Linked DNA regions of Mus musculus: region 1 is linked to region 2. A link is a contact called in public Hi-C data. All regions are on one chromosome and are shown on one strand. The core of a region is the stretch at or near the end of the contact, and the rest is flanking DNA. Distances in the headings are between cores, read along the strand shown.

The links. Hi-C and Micro-C count contacts between places; a contact is called where the count stands out from the background.
Region 1: a Hi-C map of bone marrow-derived macrophages shows a contact between it and region 2, with 22 read pairs. The contact joins two enhancer-like sites. A contact is called at or near these places in 4 of 39 promoter capture datasets (the HPC-7 cell line, embryonic stem cells, hematopoietic stem and progenitor cells and 1 more), 1 of 15 datasets of contacts at CTCF or cohesin (the NIH/3T3 cell line), 3 of 484 Hi-C or Micro-C datasets (bone marrow-derived macrophages, embryonic stem cells and stem cell-derived motor neurons), 2 of 115 datasets of contacts at active chromatin or transcription factors (heart atrium and pancreatic cancer cells) and 1 of 9 other capture datasets (embryonic stem cells).

What each region holds. Positions count from the first base shown.
Region 1 is chr1:170,836,520-170,843,673 of GRCm38.p6, forward strand. Atf6 (activating transcription factor 6) reads right to left here. Exons shown (of 16, transcript NM_001081304.1): 5 at 5,167-5,293; 6 at 4,162-4,365. Among named protein-coding and RNA genes, the nearest start is that of Gm25235, 7.2 kb to the left of the region's middle. Within about 2 kb of position 3,347, at least 3 of the 459 cell types and tissues checked have an H3K27ac peak or open chromatin away from gene starts, as enhancers often do. A contact at or near this core is called in bone marrow-derived macrophages, where this site is marked.
Region 2 is chr1:170,660,962-170,667,809 of GRCm38.p6, forward strand. It overlaps Olfml2b (olfactomedin-like 2B), which reads left to right. Exons shown (of 8, transcript NM_177068.4): 4 at 1,398-1,574; 5 at 5,611-5,836. Among named protein-coding and RNA genes, the nearest start is that of Olfml2b, 20 kb to the left of the region's middle. Within about 2 kb of position 4,395, at least 65 of the 459 cell types and tissues checked have an H3K27ac peak or open chromatin away from gene starts, as enhancers often do. A contact at or near this core is called in bone marrow-derived macrophages, where this site is marked.

The DNA of each region.
Region 1 (7,154 bases), core at 2,097-4,596, 170 kb after region 2:
TGACCTCAAAAAGTAGAGCAGAAGTAGAATTCAAATGTTACCAATTTTCCCCAATTCAGTTATTAGTACTTACAAGTAGTAAGTTTGTAAGTCTGTGCCAGAGGCCTGGGAGGTGAGAGACTCAGGAATCAAAGGGAGGGGCCTTGCACAGGATGCCCTATAGTGGGTAGAGGGAACTTGTAGAGCTCACCTCCAGCAGAAAGAGAGCGCATCAAGTGAGGGGTGGGATTGCCATCCCACAGTCAAAGCACTGACCCATAATTGTTTCTGTCTGAAAGAATTACAGGAATGGAAATGGAGAGGAGTCCAAGGAAAAGAAGGTCCAGTGACAGGCCCAAAGTGGAATCCCAAGGCCTGACACTGTTACTGACGCTATGGAGCACCCACAAAAAGGGACCTATCATGACTGCCCTCCGAAAGACCTAACAAGTAGCTGAAAGAGTCAGATGCAGATATTTGCACCCAACCAATGAACAGAAGCTGCTGACCCCTGTTGTTGAGTTAGGGAAAAGCTGGAAGAAGCTGAGGAGGAGAGCAACCCTATAGGAAGACCAGCAGTCTTGGTTAACCTGGACCCCTGAGATCTCTCAAGACACTGGACCACCAACCAGGCAGCATACACCAGCTGATATGAGGCCAACACATATACAGCAGAGGACTGCCAGGTCAGGGTTTAATCAGAGAAGATGCACCTGACCCTCAAGAGACTGGGGGCCCCAAGGAGTTTGGAGGTCTGGTGGATAGGGATTGGAAGTGGGACATCCTTGAGGAGACAGGGGGATGGAGTGGAGGTATGGGATGTGGAACAGTTGGAGGGTGGACTGGGAGGGGAATAAAATCTGGAGTTGTAAATGAATAAATAAATAAATGATTACAAAAAAAATGTAAAATTAATTCTTAAATTTGAAATACATATCATTTACTGGAACATAACATTGCCAGACATGTTTAATCCTTGCTTTCCCCTAAACTGACCTTCTGTTATAAAATAAATTCATATAAAATGGAGAAATGTACTAAATGTATTAATGTATTAAATTATAGAAATATATACCTAGGCCAGATATACAAATAAAAGTATATATGTATTTAAATATATGAACATATGAACAAATACTGTGTTTTTTAACAGTACCGAATAAGACATTAAGTTAAGCTGCCATTAAAAAGATATACTCACTCTAATGTAAATTTGAAGCCAAGGATTCCTAAGTGAATATCCTTACTTCTCAGGGCACTGGAGTCTGAACCCAGGGACTTGTACATGCTAGGAAGGCCTTCTACCACTAAACCCTGGGTGGCAGTGAGGGGGTGGTTGACAGGATCTCACTATGGAGCTCAAAGCTGCCTGGAAGCTGCTGTGGACCCAGGCTAGCCTCAGCTCACAACCTTCTAGCTTCAGCTTCTCAAGGGTTGGGATTACAGGTACACCAGTGCCCGAAAGTACTCTTCTCTTAACAGCAGAAAAATAGCTCAGCTACACAAGATAATCAGGGTTGTCTGTCAGTTTCTATGGACTGAGAAAATACATAATGAGAAACGATTATTAAGAATTTAGCTATGGTTTTAAATGAATTTGTATTGGATAGAAAATAATATATGGCTATAAACCAAGCTCTTAGGATACTGAGAAAGGATTTTTGAGTTCAAGAAAATAATGACACTGTAGTATAAAGTTAGAAAATTTAACTGAAACCAAATTTCAAAGCATTAAGCCTGCAGGAATCACATCTATTCCATTTTTCTTTTTTGTCCACATAGTATATGCATGTACGTGTTTTCACGTGAATGCACATACACGTGAGTGCACATGTGTGTGGAGGCCAGAGGCTGCTGCTGGGTACTTCTTCAGTGGCTCTCTGCCTTAGATTTGAAACGGTCTCTCGTTGAAATTGGATCAATTGGCTAGACAGGCTGGTTGGTGACCTCCAGGGATCTGCCTACTTCTAGAGAGGCACTAGGGCACCCAGCTTTCCATGTGGGCGCTGGGAATCTGAGCTCAGGTCCTAGTGCTTCTGCGGCAAGCGCTTTACTGATAAAGCCATCTCCCCAGCACTTCCTTCTTCTCATTCCAAGGTCAAATTTTTTAAAAAGTATGAAAGATACATAATTAAACTTCAGATTATAATATTAATACCAAAGATTATATTATAAAAACAAACCATTTTATTGGCACATGCTCATCAAAAATATAGTTTTCAGATCATATAAAATTATTGAAATTCAAAATGTATACTTTTAATCTCTGGAACTGATAAGCTGCGCAAAAAAAAAAAATCTATCTTTATCTTGCTAGAGATCTCGGGCTGGAGGTGGTGGCGCACACCTTTTTTAATCCCTACACTCAGGAGACAGAGGCAGGCGGATCTCTGAGTTCCAGGCCAGCCTGGCCTACAGAGTGAATTCCAGGACAGTCAGGGCTACACAGAAAAACCTTGTCTTGAAAAACAAAACAACAACAACAAAAAAACAAAAACAAAAAAAGATCTCCTATCTCTCAAACAGAGCCAAGAGTTTACAGCAAACTCTTGAGGGTACGCCCTCGTTTACACGCTGCCATGCTAAGGTCATACTTCGGCTTTCATGCATGTGCTTTAACAGCTGTGGGAACTCTAATGAGGTTCTTCATGAATTTAAATTCTTAGCCTTGGAAAGATACAAATCATTTTGAGGTCTTAGAAATACTTTAGGTACTAGTCCTAAAACTCAATTTATGAATATACACTAAATCTTGTGCCTTATTTCAAAGAGTTTATCAGCCCTTAACATCCATTTGCAAATCACAAGAACACTTATTCCATAGGCTCGCTACTTTTCCTATTTAAAAAAACAAATAGGATGCTGCTCCTGAATGAAGGCGGGCATTTCAAATTGTTTGTCTGTTCATTTTGTTCTTTCATTAGGAATAGGTTTTCACCCATACAGCCACTCCCTTGTTTAGTTCTTTTTATCAATGTTCTATTGCCCATGGTTGAGATCAAATTTATGAAGCCTTTCCCATTGAAACGATGCTCCAGAGAAATAAGCTAACCAATCTTAAATGCAAATATGAACATAAACACAAATGTAACGTTGATGCTTATTTACAGAAGTCCTATTAACTCCTAGTGCTGATGAGGGCCAATAAATTCAATCTGGAGAAATGAGTACTGCATAAATTTTCTCATAGCCATGTGTACACAGATTGATATAAGTACAGTGATGACTAAGCTGCCTAAAAGATGTCACATATCTCAAGATTATCAAGTCCTCAGACCTGAATTTCTTTCACTAGTTTATAAACCCTTAACATCCTTTTGACTTTCTTGTAGAATCATAAGTGCATGAGGCCATCTGGTGGATAAAATATAGAAAAACACCAAATCTGAGCCAGTTGGCAAGTCAGGTCTTCTAAAACCTAGTTCAATGCCCTGCTTATCAAACTACACAGTCTCCTCAGAAATTAAGAGCCAGATTTATTGCTCAACACATCCCTGATTTGAAATGGTCCTTATTATTGTAAGTCCTAACCACCCCTAAAACAAAACAAAACAAAACAAAACAAAACAAAACAAAACAAAACAAAACAAAACAAAACAAGACGGCCACAGCCAGAATAATCTCAGAATAAAATAGCAATACAAACGTCTCCCAGAGTTTCTTCCTCATTCTAAGTGGTTTTATATCAAAAACCTCAGCCAGCTGTGGCACACACCTCTAGTGCCAGCATTCAGGAGTCAGAAGCAAGCAAATCTCTGCTGGTTTGAAGCCAGCCTGCTCTATTTACAGAGTTCCAGGCCAGTTAAGGATACATGACATTCTGCCTCAAAAAAGAAAGAGAAAAAGGAAATCAAGAAGAAGAGGGAGGAGGAGGAGGAGGGGGAGAGGAAGAGGAGGAAGAAGAAGAGAAGGAGGACACCACCACCACCACAACCACAACAGCAGCACCTCGAATACAGATATCATCACAATAAAAGCTGTAAGAGAATAAGAAGCAACAGTTATGATCAGTATTCTGTCTCTGCAAAGGCAGGAACCATATTAGTCATCTCTGCAAAATCCTGAGAACCAAGGGACATTTCCTGATGTGATGGCCCATGCTCAAAAAACTTAATACAAATTAAAATAAAGTGTGTAATATAAGCCTTATATTATACAGAGCGTCATAGTCTCCATGGGTACCTTTGGTGGGCGCAGGCTGTATGCTGATAATCGACTGCTGCTTTGCCAGTGGCATAAGGGCTGGTAGTGTCTGAATGATGATGGCTTTTGCTGGGACACTGGCATTGGTTTGAGTCTTGGGCGCTGCTGGAAGTAATAAAGGCTTGGGCTGAACTGAAGGTTTTGAACTCATCTGAATTTTTTTCTTTGGAGTCAGTCCATGTTCTAGAGTTTAAAAAAAAATTTTTTAAAAATTTTAAAAAACCTCCAAGTCAATCTGAAGAAAGTTAAGAAAAGCTATCACATTCCATACTGTCCTCTATGTATTACCCTAATCACGTTCCATACTGTCCTCTATGTATTGTCCTGACTTCCGAGTAACAATCACCAATGAGCGTACGCACAGCTACTCTGTAGCTGAACAGACTGAAGAGAACGTCCTACTCTGAGATCATCCTGTGCAGCTCTGGGAAGGGGGAACATGAACTGCTAAAGGTCAGGTCAAAATTACTGACTGACGCCCACAGCTTAAGGAGGTGAGAGGCGTCACCTCTTTCACTCAGTGTCTTTAACTGCACTGCTACAACCTCTCCTGAAGATGACGGGGTCCACGCCTATTCTAACTATTTTTCACAAAGACCATCATAAAACATTTTTCCCCTTGACTTTTTCAGTTATTATTCAGAACAACAAAAAAATAAGATGTAATTTAGGGGCTTTAAGTATACTGGTTGTTTCTCAAGTGGGCCTGGATTCTGCAACAGCTTATAACTGTCTACAATTCCAGTTCCAGGGGATTTGAAGCCCTCTTTTAGCTTCTGGGGTCAGGAAGCATGCACTTGGTTCACAGACATATATGCCGATAAAACACTTGTACACATAATAAAATAAAATAAATAGACTATTTTTTAAATGCAAGCCAATTTAATAAATATAAGCTTAATCCAAGATTTGCCTTTTAAATATGGAACTTAAGTTGTCTAAAATGGAAATAATAGAAGTTGGGAGAGCGAGAGCGGCAGATACCTGTTTTGTTTCCAGGACCAGTGACAGGCTTCTCTTCCTTCAGTGGCTCTACAGAGGAGGGGCTATTACAGCTGTCGCCATATAAGGAAAGGGGGGACTGAGAACTAGACAACAAATCCAACTCCTCCTGCAGTGAAACACAAAAAATTAATGAGCAAGGGTATAATCTTTGAGCAACAAATTACTTAAAAAGAGAACACGATCTTACTTAAACAGAAAAGTGCCACAGACAGCTTAATGCGAAGATAATGCACAGTATAAGTGACTATTGGTAAGTCAACGCTCACGGACCCCAGAGGAAAGACACTGAAAATGCAGCATCTTATGCCGCACTCGCGAAGTAAGCATAGACTGTTCATCTGTTCCCACTTCTCCCCACCCACTCTGGTCTTCCCTGGTCTGTAGTCATACAGACAGCGACTTATCACCATAAGGCTAGAGCTACGGCTAATATCCCTTCCCATTTCTTTTATTCACCCTTAAAAGAATTTTAAAAGCAAAGTAATTCTATTAATTCTTTATCAACACTGCCTTCTTCCACAATAAGGGAGATTAATCTTAAAATAAACAGTTATTTTACTTAATGGATGAACAAATAATATAAAGATGTATTAAGATGACTTTAACAATTCTCTCTTAATTTTCAGTGAATCTGTCATGTTTGTTAGGGTAACATAGGAAAAAATTAAGATTCCCTTCTAATAACACAGAATAAAGTAGGCTCAAAAAGTATAGAAAAACTAAATGTTAAAGATAAACTATATGGTTAATATATGGTTAATATAAGAAAATGCAGGAAATATCTTTGTGGTATATAAGCACAAAAGAACTTCTTAAAACTTCCAAATTGGGCCTGGAGCTAGCTAAGCAGATAAGAACACTTGTTCTTCAGCACCCACCCAGTGGCTCACAGCCATCTATACTCCGGTCCTGGGGTACCTGACATACTCTTCTGACCTCTGGAGTCACCAGGCATACACATGTAAGTGCACATATATGCATATAGGCAAAACACTGATACATATAAAATAAAATTTTAAAATCTAAAAGAAAACTTAAAAAACAATACCAACAAAACAAAACACTTCAAAATTAAGCCAAGAAGGAAAGAGGGTATATGTGGGGGCATATATGAGTAATTGAAAATTAATAAGTTTTACTTAACAAGACTGCAGCCGGGCAGTGGCAGCACACGCCTTTAATCCCAGCACTCAGGAGGCAGAGGCAGATGGATTTCTGAGTTCAAGAACAGCCTGGTCTACAGAGTGAGTTCCAGGACAGCCAAGGCTACACAGAGAAACGCTGTCTGGAAAAAAACAAAACAAAACAAAACAAAAAAACAAAAAACAAAAAAAAAAAACAAAAAAACCCAAAGACTACAAAGTTGATAGATAATAGGAAAATGAGGTTAGCAATGCCTTTACCCAGCAAGAGTTTGAGACTTGAGAGTCAGGGAGGAAAGTACTGTCTTCTCACACTTCTCACCTCAGGCTGGGAAAAACAGACAGGGAGCCCTGGGGCTCAGGTCAGCCACCTGATGAGTTAGGTCTGAGGACTGAGAGCTGTCTCACAGGGGTGAGGTACTCCTGACGAACCAGCCTCCTCACACACCAACACAGACGTCACACAGCACAACTTAATGTCTTAACCACTCATCTGATTCTTGCAAATAGCACAAAAACAGACAGTAAATCCATAGACAACTGTCAAAGGACAAGAATACACAATTTATGAAGATCATAAATACATAATGAAATTAGAGACAGTTTGTAAACAACCAATAATCAAAGAAAAAATAATCAAAGATTTACTATCTGGAAAAATCCCAGACTCCTGGATAACATCGGCCCTAGCAGAAAACTTCCCAGGCTCTTCAAAGCCTGCAGAGCGCCTGCTGAGCGCCTGCTGAGCGCCTGCTGAGCGCCTGCTGAGCGCCTGCTGAGCGCCTGCTGAGCGCCTGCTGAGCGCCTGCTGAGCGCCTGCTGAGC
Region 2 (6,848 bases), core at 3,145-5,644:
AATTATGTGTGTGTCAGTGTGTCTGTGTGTGGGTATGTAGACGTGAATGACGGAACCCAAAGATGGTCAGAGGCGACAGCTCCCCATGGAGTTGTAGTTACAGGGAGTTGAGAGCTTCAGAATAATACAGAATACAATGTGGGTGCTGGGAACTGAACTTGGGTTCTCTGCAAAAGCCCCGGTTGAACATTTTAGATACCCATGGAACCCTTAGTGTAGGACCACAGTTGAACAACACTGGGGCTCTATGGAGTCACTCTCTCTAAAATGGACTACAGGACAGAGGGAATCTCTGTGACTCGGATCCCACCTACGCCCACCTTCTGCAGTTCTGCCCTCCCACCTTGCCTTCTACATTCCCCTTTCTTTCTTTCCTTTTTATTTTTTTAAAAGAGTTTTGGAGGTGTCTTTATTATATTTAAATGAGCACACTGCAGCTGTCTTCAGTCACACCAGAAGAGTGCATCACATCCTATTACAGATGGTTATGAGCCACCATGTGGTTGCTGGATTTGAACTCAGAATTTCTGGAAGAGCGGTCAGTGCTCTTAACCACTGAGCCATCTGACCAGCCCTCACATTCCTCTTGCATGTTCTGACTGTCGTGTCCAACATGTAGAGACTCTTTAGCAGTGTCTCTCCTCAGTGACCACAGCCAGCCCCGAGACAAGGACTCCAGGGGCATTTGGAGCGTCTCCTACCCCCTCTGTGCCTGCTGACCAAGATGCAGCTTTGACTCTTCCTGGGGTGAACCAGGGGTAGTGTGCTGGCAACCACCAATGTGGCAGCTGCCCTTATGCACAGATAGGAAAGTTTGAGGTCAGCCTGTTCATTTTCTATGTGAGTGATCCAAAGAGGCAGGGGTGAGTGGTTGGTGCCTATAGACAAGCAAAGTAAGTGTGGTTCTTTAAAATCACCCCAACACCCTTCTTTCATACATGGGATGACTGATTCACTTGAGTAAGTGAATGGAATCGCTGGCATCGTTCTTCATCGCTTAGCAGGAACACTGTATACAAAGAACCAAAAAAGAACTGGGTGCCCTGGCCATGCCAGTGGTATTAGTAGGGAAGCTATGATAGTCTGGGTATTTCTAGCAGTTGGGTGTCTGGAAACTCTGCCTGGGCGCCTGTCACTGGTTACCAGGACAGGACTAGGCACATGTATGGGCCCTGATCTTTTCTTGGCTCCATCCTCTGAGCCATCCCCATGTCTATACATTACCCACTCTGAGCTCATCCCTATGTCTTATCTCCATTCTCTGACCCATCTCCATGGCTGCAAATCTCCATGCTCCAAGCCACCCTGCCTCTGACTATCTCGAGGTTGCTAGTTACCTATTGTCTGTCTTCAAAACATTTTAACGTTTCCCTTTTCAAAAACTCTTTTCTCCTCAGGAAGTCTCTAAGAACCTCACCAAGGAGAATGAGCAAATCAAAGAGGATGTGGAAGAAATCCGAACGGAGCTGAACAAGCGAGGCAAGGAGAACTGCTCTGACAACACCCTAGAGAGCATGCCAGACATCCGCTCAGCCCTGCAGAGGGATGCGGCTGCAGCCTATGCCCACCCAGAGGTGAGGCCCCATCTTGCCAGGGTATCTCCTGGGCCTGGAAGAGTGAGATCAGCTTGAGGAAGAGCAGCTCGGGGCTGAGTCCTTCCAAGGCCAGGGTCTCAGTTCTGTGTCACAGCCCCATAGGTGTGATGGATAGGGCTTGGCCCAGCTTCAACCAACAAGGACAGCCAGGGAAGTTCAGTGAGTAAGGGTGGAAGTTGGTACTCAAATCTGGGTCTTCTGAGCCTTGGTACTGTTCTCACGATATCCCATGCTGCTCTCTTGAGCATCTCTTGTAGGACATACATGGGACCATCTATGTTTGCATCTCTCCTAGCGTCGTTATGAACACCACATTTTTCTCTCTCTTGGAAATGCCTCAGCTTGCAGACAGTAAATGATATGGTCCCCCTATTTATAAGGGCCTCGTTAGTCACCTTTCTCACTGTCTGGTTATGACTGCAGTTCTGGAAAGCAGGCCAGACACAGGTCAGTATCCCCATCTTACAGATGGATACAGAGCCTGGATCCGCTGGAAAGTAAAGGCAGAACATTCCAACCCCTGTTCCTCCCACTGACTTGTGTCCCTACCACAAAGCTAGCCCTGTACGAGATGGCCAATATAGTGTTGAGTCATGCCACAAGACCTGCTTGCATGAAAATATCTCTTCATTTGGTGACTTTCTCCTAAAAATTACTAGCTGGACTTGCAGAGGGATCTCTAGTACACATCTTTAATCCCAGCACTTGGGAGGCAGAGGCAATTAGATCTGTGTGAGTTTGAGGTCAGCATGGTTTACATAGCAAATTCCAGGACAGACAGGGCTATGTGATGATGATGATGATGATGGGTATGTGTTGGGCAGAGCCTAGGTTAGTTAGAGATTGAGCTGGCTCTTCTGTGTGCTATGATATATGTAAAAGGTTGCGAAGTGTGTTTCTCAGCTTTCTGCTACTGTAACAAATTACCTGAGATAATCAACTAAAAAAGAGGAATGGTCAAACGACTTGATTTCAGAAGTTTCAGCTCACGGTCATTGCTTTGCGTGGGGAGTATGTGGTAAAGCTCTGCCAGTCACCCCAGGGCATAGCAAAGCCAAGGAGAAGAAGGGGCCAGGCCCTATGACCTAACTTATCCCACTAAGCCCCATGTCTTAAAGCTTGCACTACCTCATAGCACCATGAACTAGACACCAAACCTTCAATAAATAGACTTAAGATCCAAATTATAGCAGGTCACATTGCTTTGTGGGACTCTGTTGCCTGGGTTATCGTAAATTTGGGTAGAGAGGATGGAAGGCTTTGTGTGTAGGCTCGGAACTCTTGATGTTTGGTTAGTTGATGGGTGTCATCTCTCCTAAACTAGCTTCAAACTGGCTATGTAGCCAAAGATGGCCTTGAACTACTGATTCTCCTGCCTCAGAGTCTCAGGTGCTGCGACTACAAGTGTGTACTACCATGCCTGGTCTATGCGGTGCTAGGGACTAAACCCAGGACTTTGGGCAAGATAAGCACTCTATACACCGAATTCCATTGCTGGCTTACAGGCTCAGAACTCTTGGGTAAAGAAACTCATTATAGTGAGGCTAAGGGGGCATATCTGGGGGGCTTGGGAACTTTCGAGTACATGTGTTCTGAAGACACATGGGGACTCTGAGACAACAGGCACTGGAAGAGTATGGTGTGTGGACTTCCCCAATAAGTCAAAAGCAGGAGGGCGGTGGTGTCGCACACCTTTAATCCCAGCACTTGGGAGGCAGAGGCAGGCGAATTTCTGAGTTCAAGGCCAGCCTGGTCTACAAAATGAGTTCCAGGACAGCCAGGGCTACACAGAGAAACCCTGTCTCGAAAAAAAAAACAAAAACAAAAAACCAAAAAAACAAAACAAAAAAAAAGAAGTCAAAAGCAATCCCATGCTGTAAAGCAAGAAACAGTAGTCATTACCTGGCTTTTGATGTTTTTGAAACATTATATTCCCTCATAAATAATTTGTCTTATTTTTGAGTGTCCCTTACGTATTGGTCACTGAAACATGTGTTTAGCCTGGTGGGTGGGTCACCCCTAAGGGACCTTGAAATCACCCCACAAAGAGGTGTGAAGGTACCTGAAATCACCCCAAAGCCAGGAGCTCTGGGAACCAGAAAGGGACGTGAAGGTGTCTGCCCCTCACACTTGGCTCCTGTGCCTCTCATCTCAGCCCCCGCTGCCCAGTGCAGCCAGCATTTCCTTACCTTCTGCTTCCAGCTTCCCAGTCAGCCAGCTAAGCTGGAGAATGCGGTCTGTTGTCTTGATGACACATTCTGTGGTACATTCAGAAACCCTGCTCAGATTTCCCGAGGGCAAACTACAAACCAAATCAAACACACCAAACTCTTTTTCTCCTTGCTCAGCAAAGTCCTTCCCGGGCCTTCCCTGAGTCCCCACAGCACACAGTGCTGAAGTTAGCACAATCCACCCAGCCAGGCTAGAAGCAGAGAGGGAGATACAGGATGCCCAGAGGTAGGCTCATTCTCTCGGTGTGTACGCAGCAGCCCTGTGTCTTTGGTGAGCGCCACGCTGCAACAGGGGAGATGGTTTTAGCTGGTTATTTTTGTTTCTTGCAAATGATGCCAGACAATTCTTGGAACGGCTAGTAATTATTTTGTAAGGTGGTCTTCCAACGTGGTCCTTGTCTAGAAGGTTGGCAGGGAGGCCCGGAGATCAGGTTGGTAGTGGAAAGGCACTGTGGGTGTGGGAACACTGGATGCCAGGAGGTGAAATCATTTGGCAGACTCTTGGATGAACAGAGAGGCAATCAGAATGTGGTGGGGGTAGCTGCCGCCCAGTTCAACTTGCCGCCAGCGAATCCAAGGAAATTATATGTTGTCTGGCAAAGGCTGTCCACCGTCTTGCTCCATATCCTTGGCTGGGACAAAGAACTGCAGTCCCTGCCCTTTCCCGAGAGCCTGGACCTAAAGTCAGTTCCTGGGGTTTGCCACAAAGAAATGACAGCTGGCTTCTCTGACATGGAGGGAAACCAGCGCCAGCAATTAGTTGCCCCTGGGCATTTGAGGTAGAGGCTGTGGCAGGAGCCTCTTGTCAACCTCCCAGGCAGCTCTTTCCACTGGGAAATGAAACATCTTCCACGTCCATGCACAGGGCAGTTGCCAGACCACAGCCCTGAAGACATGGAGATGGTGGCCACTTTTTGGAAGGCTAATAAGTAGACCTGAGGTCACAGTCAATGTGGCTTAATGTAAGGAGGAACACAGGCCCAGGAAGTAACCGTGGGGCCCACTTGGTGATTGTGTGACTTCACTTGTATCCTTCTCAGCTACTTCCCTGGGTGGAGTTTCAACTAAGTTACTGAATGGCTGTTTCCTTATCCAGGAAATGCTGGTAGCATTACCTTGCTCCATTGCTATGAGGATTAAAAATAATATTCTATATTGGGTTGGCTGTAATAGGTGCTCACTAAAATGGCACCACCAACAAGCAAGCATGCCCATCCTTCTGGTAGAGGTTGCCTTATAAGAGGCTTGAGGGAGGTACAGAGATGGCATGGAGGACCGACACCACCAAGGGCACAGCTGGCATACTAGCATGTGTTGTGCTCTCCCGGGTAGTTCTTTTACCCCAGTGAAGGGGGATTGACAAGGATGTGTGCACATTTTTCCAGCTGCCCATCACTACCTCATGTCAAAGAGACGGCCATATTTAGGGATGGCCATGTCTGTTGCACAGTCTGGTTAAACTCTCTTCATGCATGGGAAAACAAGCAGAGATGACAGGAGATGTGGTTAGAAGTGAGCATGGTGGGTTTTCTCCAGGCTGGATCCTAAAGGTCAGAGTGAAAGCCCTGTTTTCCCCCCTCTGTACACACCGAGGTGGTGGGATGGGGAGACAGTCTGGCCATGATGACTGGACTGGATCTCTACAGCTAATCTCTACAGCTAAGGCCCTCTTGGGAAGTGCGACTGTATTTGACTGTGGCCTGTGCTCCATCACTGTTCGTCCTGTCCCATGTCTCTGATCAGGGAGTGACCTGACCTTCCATTTTGTCCCCTCTGAGGAGCAGTATGAAGAACGGTTTCTGCAGGAGGAAACTGTGTCACAGCAGATCAACTCCATCGAACTCCTGAGGACGCAGCCACTGGTCCCTCCTGCAGCGATGAAGCCGCAGCGGCCCCTGCAGAGACAGGTGCACCTGAGAGGTCGGCTGGCCTCCAAGCCCACCGTCATCAGGGGAATCACCTACTATAAAGCCAAGGTCTCTGAGGAGGAAAATGACATAGAAGAGCAGCGTGAGTCCGGGTCAGAGGGTCAGGGATTTCATCCTTAGTGCAGGGATGCAGTTATCCCAGAGTTTGCTGAGAAGCCTTGGACCTTAACCTCTCTGGGGTTCAAAGACACTGTGGCAAAGGATGGATGAGCTGCAGGGACATCTGAATCCTTTTGTTTCTTCCTTCTGGTTTACAGATAGGGAAACCAAGGCTTGGGCAGAATAGCTTTCTTGGAGATACTAGGTAAGCTCTGCCATCTGCTCCTCTCTGTGGTCCTCAAGTTTGCTGAATTTCCAACTCCTTCTCTCATCAGCCTTCACCCTTCCTGCCTTTCCACAAAGAATAGACGAGCTCACTTCTGTATCCCTCCATGTCTCCTGTCATCTTTATTTTCCTTGCTCTGTTGCTCAGGCTCATCTATGAACTTCAGAAACTTCTGTGCTAGCATCTCTTCCAGCTTCTGGCTCCAACCTTCATTCTTCTCTTTCTGCTGCTTATTTTGACCAATGAAATCCTGACCCTTTAGTTCTAGTGTTTGCTCTAGGCTATGCTGCCAAGGCTTAAGCTTATCTCTCTGTTGCTCAGAGTCATCTGTGAACTTCAGAAATCTCCGTTCTAGCATTTCTTCCAGCCTCTTTTTATGTTGTCATTCTAATATTGCAGCAACTGCCTTATTTTGCTTTGCCAGCTTTAGTAAATTATCCTCTAGACTTTGCTGCCAATTTTTATCTCTATCTCCTTGTTGTTCAATCTGATCTGTGAAGGGTGGAATTCTTTTTTCTGGTGTCTCTTCCAGCTCCTGCTCACCCCTTACCCGCTCTTACCCACCCCAGCCAGGTCCTTCCCTCTGGTCTCAGGAAACAGCCTCCCCAGATGTGTCCCTGCTACACCTTGTTCTTTCATCCAATGCTTTCCGCTCAACCTGTTGCTGCAGCTGCAATCATTACCCACGTTAAGTATGTTCTCCAATTCTGACTACCCAAGTGCTCCGTCCCTCTTCCGGTCCAGCCCTTAGGGTGTTTCCTCCCTGCCC